3 separate regions of the Anas platyrhynchos genome follow, and regions 1 and 3 are each linked to region 2. Evidence: chromatin contacts called from public Hi-C data. All regions are on one chromosome and are shown on one strand. The core of a region is the stretch at or near the end of the contact, and the rest is flanking DNA. Distances in the headings are between cores, read along the strand shown. Region 1 holds the start of CDC42BPB (CDC42 binding protein kinase beta). Region 2 overlaps CDC42BPB (CDC42 binding protein kinase beta). Region 3 has its middle 16 kb from the start of CDC42BPB.

Region 1 (3,304 bases), core at 461-2,960, 69 kb after region 2:
CCATCCCCTTACCTCGGAGAGACTGGATTATAAACTTTTATCCCCACTCTGCAGCACCAGATGGTAGCTCACATACATTTCAATTATTTATTGAATAGGCACTTTGTTATACTAGGGTAATCCCACGCTGCAGAGAGAGCTGCACACTGTTTTCATTGCGAGATATACTTTTCACCAAGTCAGTAACCTTTTCACATTCAATGAACACAATAAATAGGATTTGGAAAAGCAATTTTATAAACAATTAGATAATTGGACTCTCCATCACACGGAAAATGACAACACAGGAATCAAGCTGTAAGACCCAGCCACCAACAGTGCTACAGGAAAAGCATACCGCTCTTTGGCCTGCCCCAAATCCTGCCCTTGAGTTTTACCCTAAAAGTAGCACCGTGCCCTGCTCCAACACGGTTCACAGCCTGTAGACGCTCGCTTGTTCAATCCACCAGCTCGAAAACAAGTTCAAAAGCAGCCTGCACTTTGCAGGAGACGTACAAAGCTCCCCCAACAAAACAAATAATCGATGCTCCCCTGGCTGCAGCCTTGCAGGGCAGATGTGATCGAGTGGTTAATTATTCAGTTGGCAATCGCATTACTGACGTCAATAGAAGAGTCCAGGAAGTGAATCCTCTTAGTTTGTTAGTGTGACACAAAGAGTGGTGGTCCCCACAGAAATTAAGGAGAACCAGCTGTCCCTCCCTCCCGGTGCTGTGGCCGGCAGGACCACGACACACATTTGCATCTCCTGAAGCGAATCGCCCTTCCCCCTCCCGCAGGAAATCCTTTGTGTTTTTTGTTGTTTGTTTCTTTTTATTATTATATTTTTTTTTCTTACCAGATATCCTTAAGAGCCCAACTAGCTGTACAGCCACGGAACAGCTGACGAACGGGACACCGCGCTCGTGAGCGAGGCTCTCTCCTCCCCTCACTCCACGAGCAATTCAGTCACCTTCACCATGCATTATGCCTCCCAACCTCCCCAGCTGAACAAACCACGGCCCGTTTGAGCACGAATTGATCACAGCAAGCACCGGGGGGGGGGGGGCTCCCCGCAGCCAGCAGGCCAGCTTCCACCTTCAGCCTCACCCCCAGAGCCCACAGCACCATGGACACAGGGTATATTGAGGGGAGGGGGGGGGGGTATATAAGGGGCGAGGCCCAGCCCTGCTGTGAGGGGCTGTGGAGGCCCAGCACCCCGGGGGGGTCCCTCCCCTCTCTCCTCTCCCCTCAGAGCCTCCCCCCGGCGCCGGGCTCACCCCACTCGAGGAAGTCGGAGACGTATCGGTCCCTGCGGAGCGGCGAGTCGCGGCTGCACTCGGCGTAGACGCCGACCAGGAGGTCGAGCAGGGTCTCCACACTCAGCACGCTGTCGTGGCGCTGCGGCCCGTCCAGCACCAGCTGCTCCAGCCGCTTCAGCCGCACCTTGGCCGACATGGTGCCTGAGGCGTCCCCCCCTCACACACCACACACCGCACACACACAGACGGGGCCCGGCCGTGTTCTCCTCAGCTCAGCCCCGCCGCCTCCGCCTCCTCCTCACGGCCGCGCCGGGGCCGAGCGGCTCCTTCCGCGGGCTCCGCCTCAGGCGCGGCCGCTCCATGGGCCGCGCCCCGGCCGCTCCCGCTCCGGCCTCGCCCCGGCGGCGGGAAGGGAAGGGCCGCGCCCGCTCGGCAATCTCCGGCGGCGCTCGGCAATCTCCGGAGGTACTCGGCAATCTCCGGCGCCGCTCGACTCCGCTCGGCAATCTCCGGCGCCGCTCGGCTCCTCCCCGGACACGCCCCGAGCGCGGCGCGGGGAGGGGAGGGAGGGGAGGGAGGGGGGACTGGGCCCTGCGCCGTGCCGTAGCTGGGGTGGGGGTGCTCAGGGCTTTGGGTTCGTCCCCGCAGATTCGCCACGGGGTTAAAGGGGCTGCGCAGCACTTTCGCCACGCCGTGGCATGGTGCTGGAGGGATTTTAAGGGGGGTTCCCGCACTGCTGGGGGGCTGCGGGGGTCTGGGGGGTGAGCTGGGCTCTGCCAGGCTACGGCTTCCCCCAGGGGACAGCTGCTGCCCCACTGGGCTGGTGTCACCCCATGGGGTCCATCCCTGATGTTACCCCCCTGGTGTCACCCCCTGGTGTCACCCCTCTTGTCACCAGGCAGCTCTGGCAGCCCCCCTGCCTTGCTGGTCGTTGAGGCAGCGGGGCGAGCACAGACCTGTGTGTTAGCAACTGCTCGCGCTCACCTGAAGGAGCTGGGTGCAAGGCTCTCAAGCTTTATGAAGTGCCTTTTTTTTTTTTTTAATATGTACATATATATATATATATATTGCATTTCAATTTATTCTGAGAACTGTTCTCTCTGGAGATTGCAGCACCTCCAGGCAAGATGCTGAATAGCGTGATGGGAGTTTACCTCTCTAGGAATGCGGCCGGTCAGGTCCCGATGCAAAACTGCACTGGGAAGGATGCCTCTGCCTTGCTCATCTCCCCGGGTGATTAGATGGAGTGAGGTGGGCTGAAAATCATACAATCATTAAGGCTGGAGAAGACCTCCAAGATCATCTGGTCCAACCATCCCCCTACCACCAATGTCACCCGCTAAACCATGTCCCTAAGCACCACATCCAACCTTTCCTTGAACACCCCCAGGGATGGTGACTCCACCACCTCCCTGGGCAGCCCATTCCAATGCCTCACTGTTCTTTCTCAGAAGAAAAGTCTCCTCATTTCCATCCTGAAATCATCACACGGAGATGGGAGGCAGCTCTGCGCTGGGTCTGCCAGAGCTCGCAAACCTCCTGCCTCCAGGAGCTGGAGCTGGGCAAGAGTTTGCATAGCAGAAGTTGCAGTTGCTGGCATTCGTCGTGGTCAGAAAGTGATGTGTGAGGTTGTTGAAAGACCCGAATGATCTCAACCATCACCTTGAGGGTCAGCCCCAGCCAGTGCTGCATCCAGGGAGCTGCCCTTTTCAAAAGTTCAGGAGCGCAGCCAGACAGAGCTAGACAGAGCATTACGGAGCAGAAGGTATTGCTCCCAACATGACATGGGTCCAGCAGGTGACTATGGAAATACTGTTTTCAGGAGCTGTTGCCCCTCAGGCATGTCTGATATTTCTTTGACACCGAATACCTATTGTATCTGAACGCTATTTGGGTCATAATAACAGCATGCTGTGCATTTGGACCTACTACCTGGATCAAAAAGGTATAGGCATGTTGGGACTTGTTAATTCTAAAAAATGCAGTTCAGTAGAGGATACTGTGAATCATAGTTTTTTCACTGAGAACATATAATTTTAAAACAAAGAAAAGCCACAGTGGATTAA
Region 2 (3,230 bases), core at 722-3,221:
GTAAAAATAAATCGAGAAAATATTCATTTCTATATGCATACATCTAAAAACTTTCCACTCTGAAAAAAACCTTTCCTTACAAGAAACCCTGCCACCTGATGGAAAAGCTGTAAAGCTGGAAGCACTGAAATGCAAAACCCAGTAGTAGGCAGCATAAATCCTGTAACAGCCTTCTCTTCCCAGAAAGACTATGTCTATCCTCTTGCATGAGGGTATGGAATGATGTCTGAGAAGCTTGGCAATAATCCATAAAATAGCTCATTTTCTCTTGGTAGCTTGGTACCACCCTAGGATTTTTCTGGCAGACAGCAGCTGCCAATTCCACCACAAGAAAAATTCTTCACGTAACACCATAAATCTTTTTAATTATTTTTTTCCAAAATGAGCACTAATTTTATTATCACCTCTATCATTAAAAATAACCATCTTGTCTTAATCATATTGTCTTACATTTCACTAGAATTTAACACTAGCATCCATTACAAGCTTTAATTTCACACTTACATTAGCAACTACTAATTGCCAGCACAAGGGGGAAGCATGCTACAATTCCACAGCTGAAGCTGGGTGTGGAAGCAGTATTACTGTACTCTGAGGACATCGTGAAAATCATGATTAACAAACATCAGATTAGACTTCACCTAAATGATGTAATTAGCACTAAAGGCAATGAGTAATGAATCACTCACTTCCCAGCCAGTTTCGACAGGAAGATGGCTCGAATTCAGTTAGATCACTAAATAGATTCAGATATTTGTTGTTTGTTTTTTTTTTGTTATGAATTGATTGGTAGGGCTGGGCCATGAAGATCAAATTATACCATTATGTAATATGAACAATTTAAAAATGCAAGGCATGATTTAGCTTTAGTCATATAGACAGAATCTAAAATAACAAGCCTGTAGAAAGGTATTAAAAGAAAACTAAGCTAGCACTATTTAGTGGATTAAGTTATAGAGAGACTAATGAAGCAAAATGTCTAGTTTTAGAAGGCCATTTTTACTATGAGAGATCACAACAAAATAAGGAGACAAAACTACCAGCAAGAACTTACTTCTTCCCAAAAGGCTAGCAGAGAAGATGTAGACGAAGAAGAAACAGAATCCTTTGTTGTAACAGATATGAGGGATAAAAATGATCACTTATCACCCACAGAAAAACTTCAGATGGAATATTAGTAGGCTAGCTAAATAAAATGTTTTATATGGGCCAATGATATTCATTCAAACTAAATGAACCCAGATCATATGACATTATCTTTATGTGTACATGTGAAAAAAACTGTTAGTGGCTATCACTAAAAACGGTATCAGGAATTTTAATGCAATTCATCAGAAAATGCCACCTGTGTTCCCACAGACTATGTATTTATTGCTGGATCTGTAGAATGGAATCTTGATTAGTTATGGGCTTGATATTGTACATGTTACTATTTGAAGAGTATTTGGTGCTTTTTAAAACAATGTTTTGAACTATTAAGATTTGTAGATAAATGCTATTATCCAGACAGTAGTATATACCATGTTTCTCTCTCTCCTTCCACCTCATCCACACAGCTCATCTTGCTGCTTCAGCAAGAAAGCCAGCGTGGATGTTTTGTAACTGGGAACAGTGCATACACAAAGTATGCATATGCAAATACCACAGCATGTTCTTAAGCTTTCTTTTTTGGCACCAATAACAATTTGAAAAGAGACCAGAAAGCACACATTTCAGATAGAGTATCTAACCAGACTGATGAGGTTTTAACCTCAGCCCCTTTGACTCAGCTCCATAAACATAACAGATTATTCTTTCCAGTTCCAGCTCTTGGTTTTACCCTGAGCTATCCATGTGTTTTGAAGAAAAAAATCCCAGAAAATCCTCAAGGATCAAGAGTTCATGAAGTAAGGAAATGTGATTCAATGCTGCATCTAACAGCTGCTTCCTCAGGGAATGCACAAACTTTTCTAAGTGAAACACCCAGTTGGAGCTGCAATTTGTATGATTAGTTTTCTAAGGATCAGAGGGTGTGTCACAGTACACTTACAATACCAACATCTGTGGGTCCTCTGATTTTCTTTCCAGTCCCTTCTACTCTAACCAACCCATTAAGAACTGGAGCCAACAATTTTACATATCTGTTTAAACGCCCTTTGAACTGAGTGAATACTTTTCTTTATATTAACTAGTATTTTCCAACAGTAAAGCGCTTAATCCCTTATTTGCAATAGGGTGTGCCACCCCTTCCAAAACAACCTGAATGTGTATTTTCCAGCTAAAGGTTTGAGATTAACAAAGAAAGAAAGTAGAATAAGAAATAATCAATGTGAACTTTTGGGAGTATTTCCCAAAGGTGCTAGCTTCTCTTCAAAATGCCAATCAATCCAACACCTACTGGACATCCAATTCCACGTCCCACTAATTTGGCTAATAGGCCAGATACAAATTTGCCATGTAGAGCCCAGGGGTTACTTTTCGGTAATAAAAATATAACTCAGCTATCACATTTTTGTAGTTAATTTGTGTAATAACTCACTCTGAAAGTCAGATCACGTGCAAGAGGAGATGTGTTGAAATATTCAAAAATGGAATCTTGGAAGTCTGGAAGTTTAAGACCTAAAACCCAAAACATAACAGACTTAGCTAAAATGCAACACCACAAGCTGTGTTAGAATTCTGTTGAAATACAGTAACTTTAATTACCTGAATCTGTTCTGTATTTTTCTTCTATTTTTTTCCTTAAGCCTTCCATCTCTTCCAACAGTTCCCTGTTCTTTGCTTCCGATTCCTTTAATTTACTACAGAAACAAAATGTGATCAAAATACAATCTTAAACATTTCAAACGGAGAAATATCAGTCTCAGAGTTTTAAGAAACACCATTTTTGGAGGTGCATAAAGGGCTAAATATTTTTCTTTTATTCTTATTTTATTTCTCCCTTCTTCATCTCACTAGTAAGGCACCTCAGTATGTGGCTAGATAGTGAAGACTGCACTTAAGATTCCTGTTAACACTGCAGATATTTGCCAAACAAAATTATTCTAATACTAGTTTGGTCTTTTCTTCCCAAGAATATGTCTGCTTTCCAGATAGTCTACGAAAAAATAGCTCTTAGCCATAATTGACTATGTAAGAAACGTGCAGTCTGTAGAGTAGGATCTTTCTGGCAAAGTCCAAATCCCAGGCACAAGGGGGTTATTGGAAAAAAGTTGTAACTATCCTAACCAGCAGTCTAGAGCAGCGTATAA
Region 3 (2,975 bases), core at 80-2,579, 85 kb after region 2:
CGATGCTTTGCAGCTCCTCCAGCAACTCACCACGAGGCCACGCAGGAGCTGGAGCAGAGGGGCAGGAACCAGTGCCATGTCCCAGGGCCAGTCTGGAGGCAGCAGGGGCAGGGAGAGCCCTGCACAAGTGCTGCTGTCGAAGCAACATGTCCTGGATCTGTGGGCTCAGGAGGATGGTTTCACAGAGAAGTGATATGTGAGGCGGAGGGAAATACCTGGGCTTTCTGCCCCTCGGGTGACGGAGCACGTTTCTTGATTAAACTGAAAAAATTCTTTCATAGCAAGTGGAGTGACAATTAGTGACAATGGCAGGCAGCTGTTGTACTGTGACCGCGGCTTATTAAGCTAATCATAATTGTCTCCCTGTTACCTTGAGCTCCTCCCTGTCTGTATGGGGCATCCATCTGTTGTCTCTTGTTCGGTAATTAAGCCGGAAGCTCTTTGGGGCAGGGACCATCTTTTCATTACGTCTTGCACATGGGGGTCCCAATCAGAGCCTCTAGCTGCTCCTCCAGTACAAATAAAGTGGCAGTAAATAAGGGAAAATACGCTCCTTCTCTTTGATTTGAATACCAGTTGCGGCTCACGAGGCATTATAGCTAATGAGACGTCATTTGTGAGAGGGGAACGTGCCCAGCCGGAGGAGAGAGGCACACGCAGCTCCTGGCGAGGGCTGGGGGCTCGCGGTGAGGCCAAGGCTGCAGCGGGTGCTTCTCCCAGGCGGCTGCTCCGGGGGCTCAGTGGGCGCTGCTGGAGCCATCAGGGAATTTGTCGCAGCCCCAGAGCCCCCTGCAGCCCCAGCAGCGAGTGCTGGCAGTGCCATGCTCTTGTTCTGCTTGAAGCTCAGCTCACTGCAGCCAGCACTTGCTGAAAGCTTGGGTTTGGGGCCCCTCTCCTTCTGCTGGGCTTCCCCAGGACCCGCAGGAAGGCTGGCACGCAGGAGCAGGGCTGGTGGCACACAAGTCACACCACAGCTGCCATCAGCATCCCCATGGCACGCAGGCGCTGCCGTTCCGCTCCATAACAGCCCCCCAAAAGTCCTCCCCATCCCCACAGGAGGACATCGCCGCTTCGCTCCAGGAGCAGGGCGCATGTTAGGAATATTAATACCGCAGCCTTGCTGGAAAAAATAACCCGAGTGCCCTCTAGTGACATGTGCTTGGGGCTGTGCCTGGCTCTGGGGGGACCCAGGGGTGCGGGGTCCGGCTTGGGGTGGTGGGGGCTGAGGGAAGGGGGTTCCTGGGGGTGAGGCAGACCCCTGAGGGGCCTTTGCAAGGGTGGGTGCTGATAACAACAGCCCTGCCACCCCACTGTGCTGGGGCAGCCACACCTGAGCGCAGGCAGCCAGCGAGTGGAAGCCCACCTCCACCGAGGCACCCCACCAGCTCCTTCCTCTGCAGCACCCCCAGGATCCACCTTCTCCCACCAATCTTTCTGCTTTTTTTCCCCTGACATGAACCCATATCCCCCCCATGACAGCGTTTTCCATGGAAACCAGTGATAAAGGCACAGCCCAATGCTCCTCGCGGCGCTGTCATCGGCTGCCCCTTTGAATAAAGGATCAGTGCTGATGGCCAGAACCCCACACTCGCCAGCTCTGTTCCCTGCATGAGGAGAGTGTCTGTCCTGGGCAACTTCTTATATTTTATCGGGATGCTGGCACCTCCCTCCATTTGCAGCACCACAGTGTGATCCTCAGAGGAGAGCCCACCTGCTCCTTGCCTTAGGGTGGGGATCCTTTTACAGGGACAAGTCAGGGGAGGAGCAGAGAGAGGCTCTCATGAGGCTGAAAATCGTCACAATAAGTCAAATAATAGTATTAAATACCAGGGTAGTAGTGCTGATGGTAATTACATTTGGTACAGCAGCTCATCCTTGGCCTAAAAGGAGCACGGACTGATGCAGTGACACGGAGTTCAGCCACGTAACCCTCCCTCTGCAAGGGCTGCAGCCTGCGACCTGCGCAGTCAGAGGTCTTGGATCGTCTAATGCAGTCCACGTATTCTGATGCTTTTCCACATTTTGTTTTAAAAGCGAGCCTAAATTAAGTGAGAGCTGAGTGGATTATTACTTGGCTTTAGTCCTCTGACGGATGAGGCTTTTTAAATGCATGACTGGTCTGCACAGCCTTTTTTTTTTTTTTTTTTTTTTTTCCTGACACTTTTGCAAAGCATTTCAGCATATTGACTTGGAACCATAAAGCAAGCCCCAAACGTTAATTCCAGACGAAACCCCTTGTTTCCCCAGGACCTCTGATTGTGAAGCTGTAGCCAGCAGCAGCATTTATAAACCCTCATCCCTGCAGCTCTGACGCCTCGAACATTGCAGCTGCCTTGCAAATACCATTTTTCAAGCCCTGGCCGCCCATCAGAGGCCAGGACGTGACTCCTGTGCCCATGGGGCCAAAGTGCTGTGCTGGAGGAGGACCCCATTGCAGCCCTACCATAGGGACCTCAGCAGAGCCTCCAGCCCTTGGGATGCTGCCAGCTGCAGCCTGCCTTGCTGCAGAGAGGAGAGGGCAATCACTTGCTGCATGCCTGTGCCCATAAACCAGCTCATAAATCACCCCGGCAGCATCCCAGAGAAGGGACAGAAGCCCGTGATAGTATTTATCCATCATTTCCAGGCAAGCCCTCTATTTAGAGGGCTATTTTTCCTATCTTAAACCCAAATCCAGTGGCCTTTACACTGCCTCACCTACGTGCTCAGAGCAAGCCAGGCAGCTCAGCATCCACGCTGCACCGGCTGCTTCGCCATGGCTGCTGCAGGTCCTGCTCCTGCAGTGGGAAATCGCAGTGGGCTCTGCAACAGGGACGGGCTCTGTGACCATAACCCCGGACCGTAAGCACAACCCAACAGTAAGGAGCCGTGCAGGCAAGGCTGCGGGCTGCTTTCTGCATGCCACACGTTACATCTTTCCAGGACGTGTCTTCTTCTCCGAGAGAAATGAGCAAGACGAACGAGCTGAGCAATAA

The links. Hi-C and Micro-C count contacts between places; a contact is called where the count stands out from the background.
Region 1: a Hi-C map of subcutaneous adipose tissue shows a contact between it and region 2, with 2.2 times the contacts expected there. The contact joins the promoter of CDC42BPB here to the enhancer-like site in region 2. A contact is called at or near these places in 2 of 8 Hi-C or Micro-C datasets (skeletal muscle and subcutaneous adipose tissue).
Region 3: a contact with region 2 is called in a Hi-C map of subcutaneous adipose tissue, with 4 times the contacts expected there. The contact joins two enhancer-like sites. A contact is called at or near these places in 4 of 8 Hi-C or Micro-C datasets (liver, skeletal muscle and subcutaneous adipose tissue).

The regions. Positions count from the first base shown.
Region 1 is chr5:11,032,622-11,035,925 of IASCAAS_PekinDuck_T2T, reverse strand. CDC42BPB (CDC42 binding protein kinase beta) reads right to left here and starts at 1,710. Exons shown (of 39, transcript XM_072038258.1): 1 at 1,257-1,710. The coding sequence starts at 1,434.
Region 2 is chr5:11,101,797-11,105,026 of IASCAAS_PekinDuck_T2T, reverse strand. It overlaps CDC42BPB (CDC42 binding protein kinase beta), which reads right to left. Exons shown (of 39, transcript XM_072038258.1): 20 at 2,686-2,780; 21 at 2,519-2,598; 22 at 1,055-1,105. Among named protein-coding and RNA genes, the nearest start is that of AMN, 46 kb to the left of the region's middle. Within about 2 kb of position 1,971, at least 2 of the 8 cell types and tissues checked have an H3K27ac peak or open chromatin away from gene starts, as enhancers often do. A contact at or near this core is called in subcutaneous adipose tissue, where this site is marked.
Region 3 is chr5:11,016,390-11,019,364 of IASCAAS_PekinDuck_T2T, reverse strand. No RefSeq gene overlaps it. Among named protein-coding and RNA genes, the nearest start is that of CDC42BPB, 16 kb to the left of the region's middle. Within about 2 kb of position 1,329, at least 1 of the 8 cell types and tissues checked has an H3K27ac peak or open chromatin away from gene starts, as enhancers often do.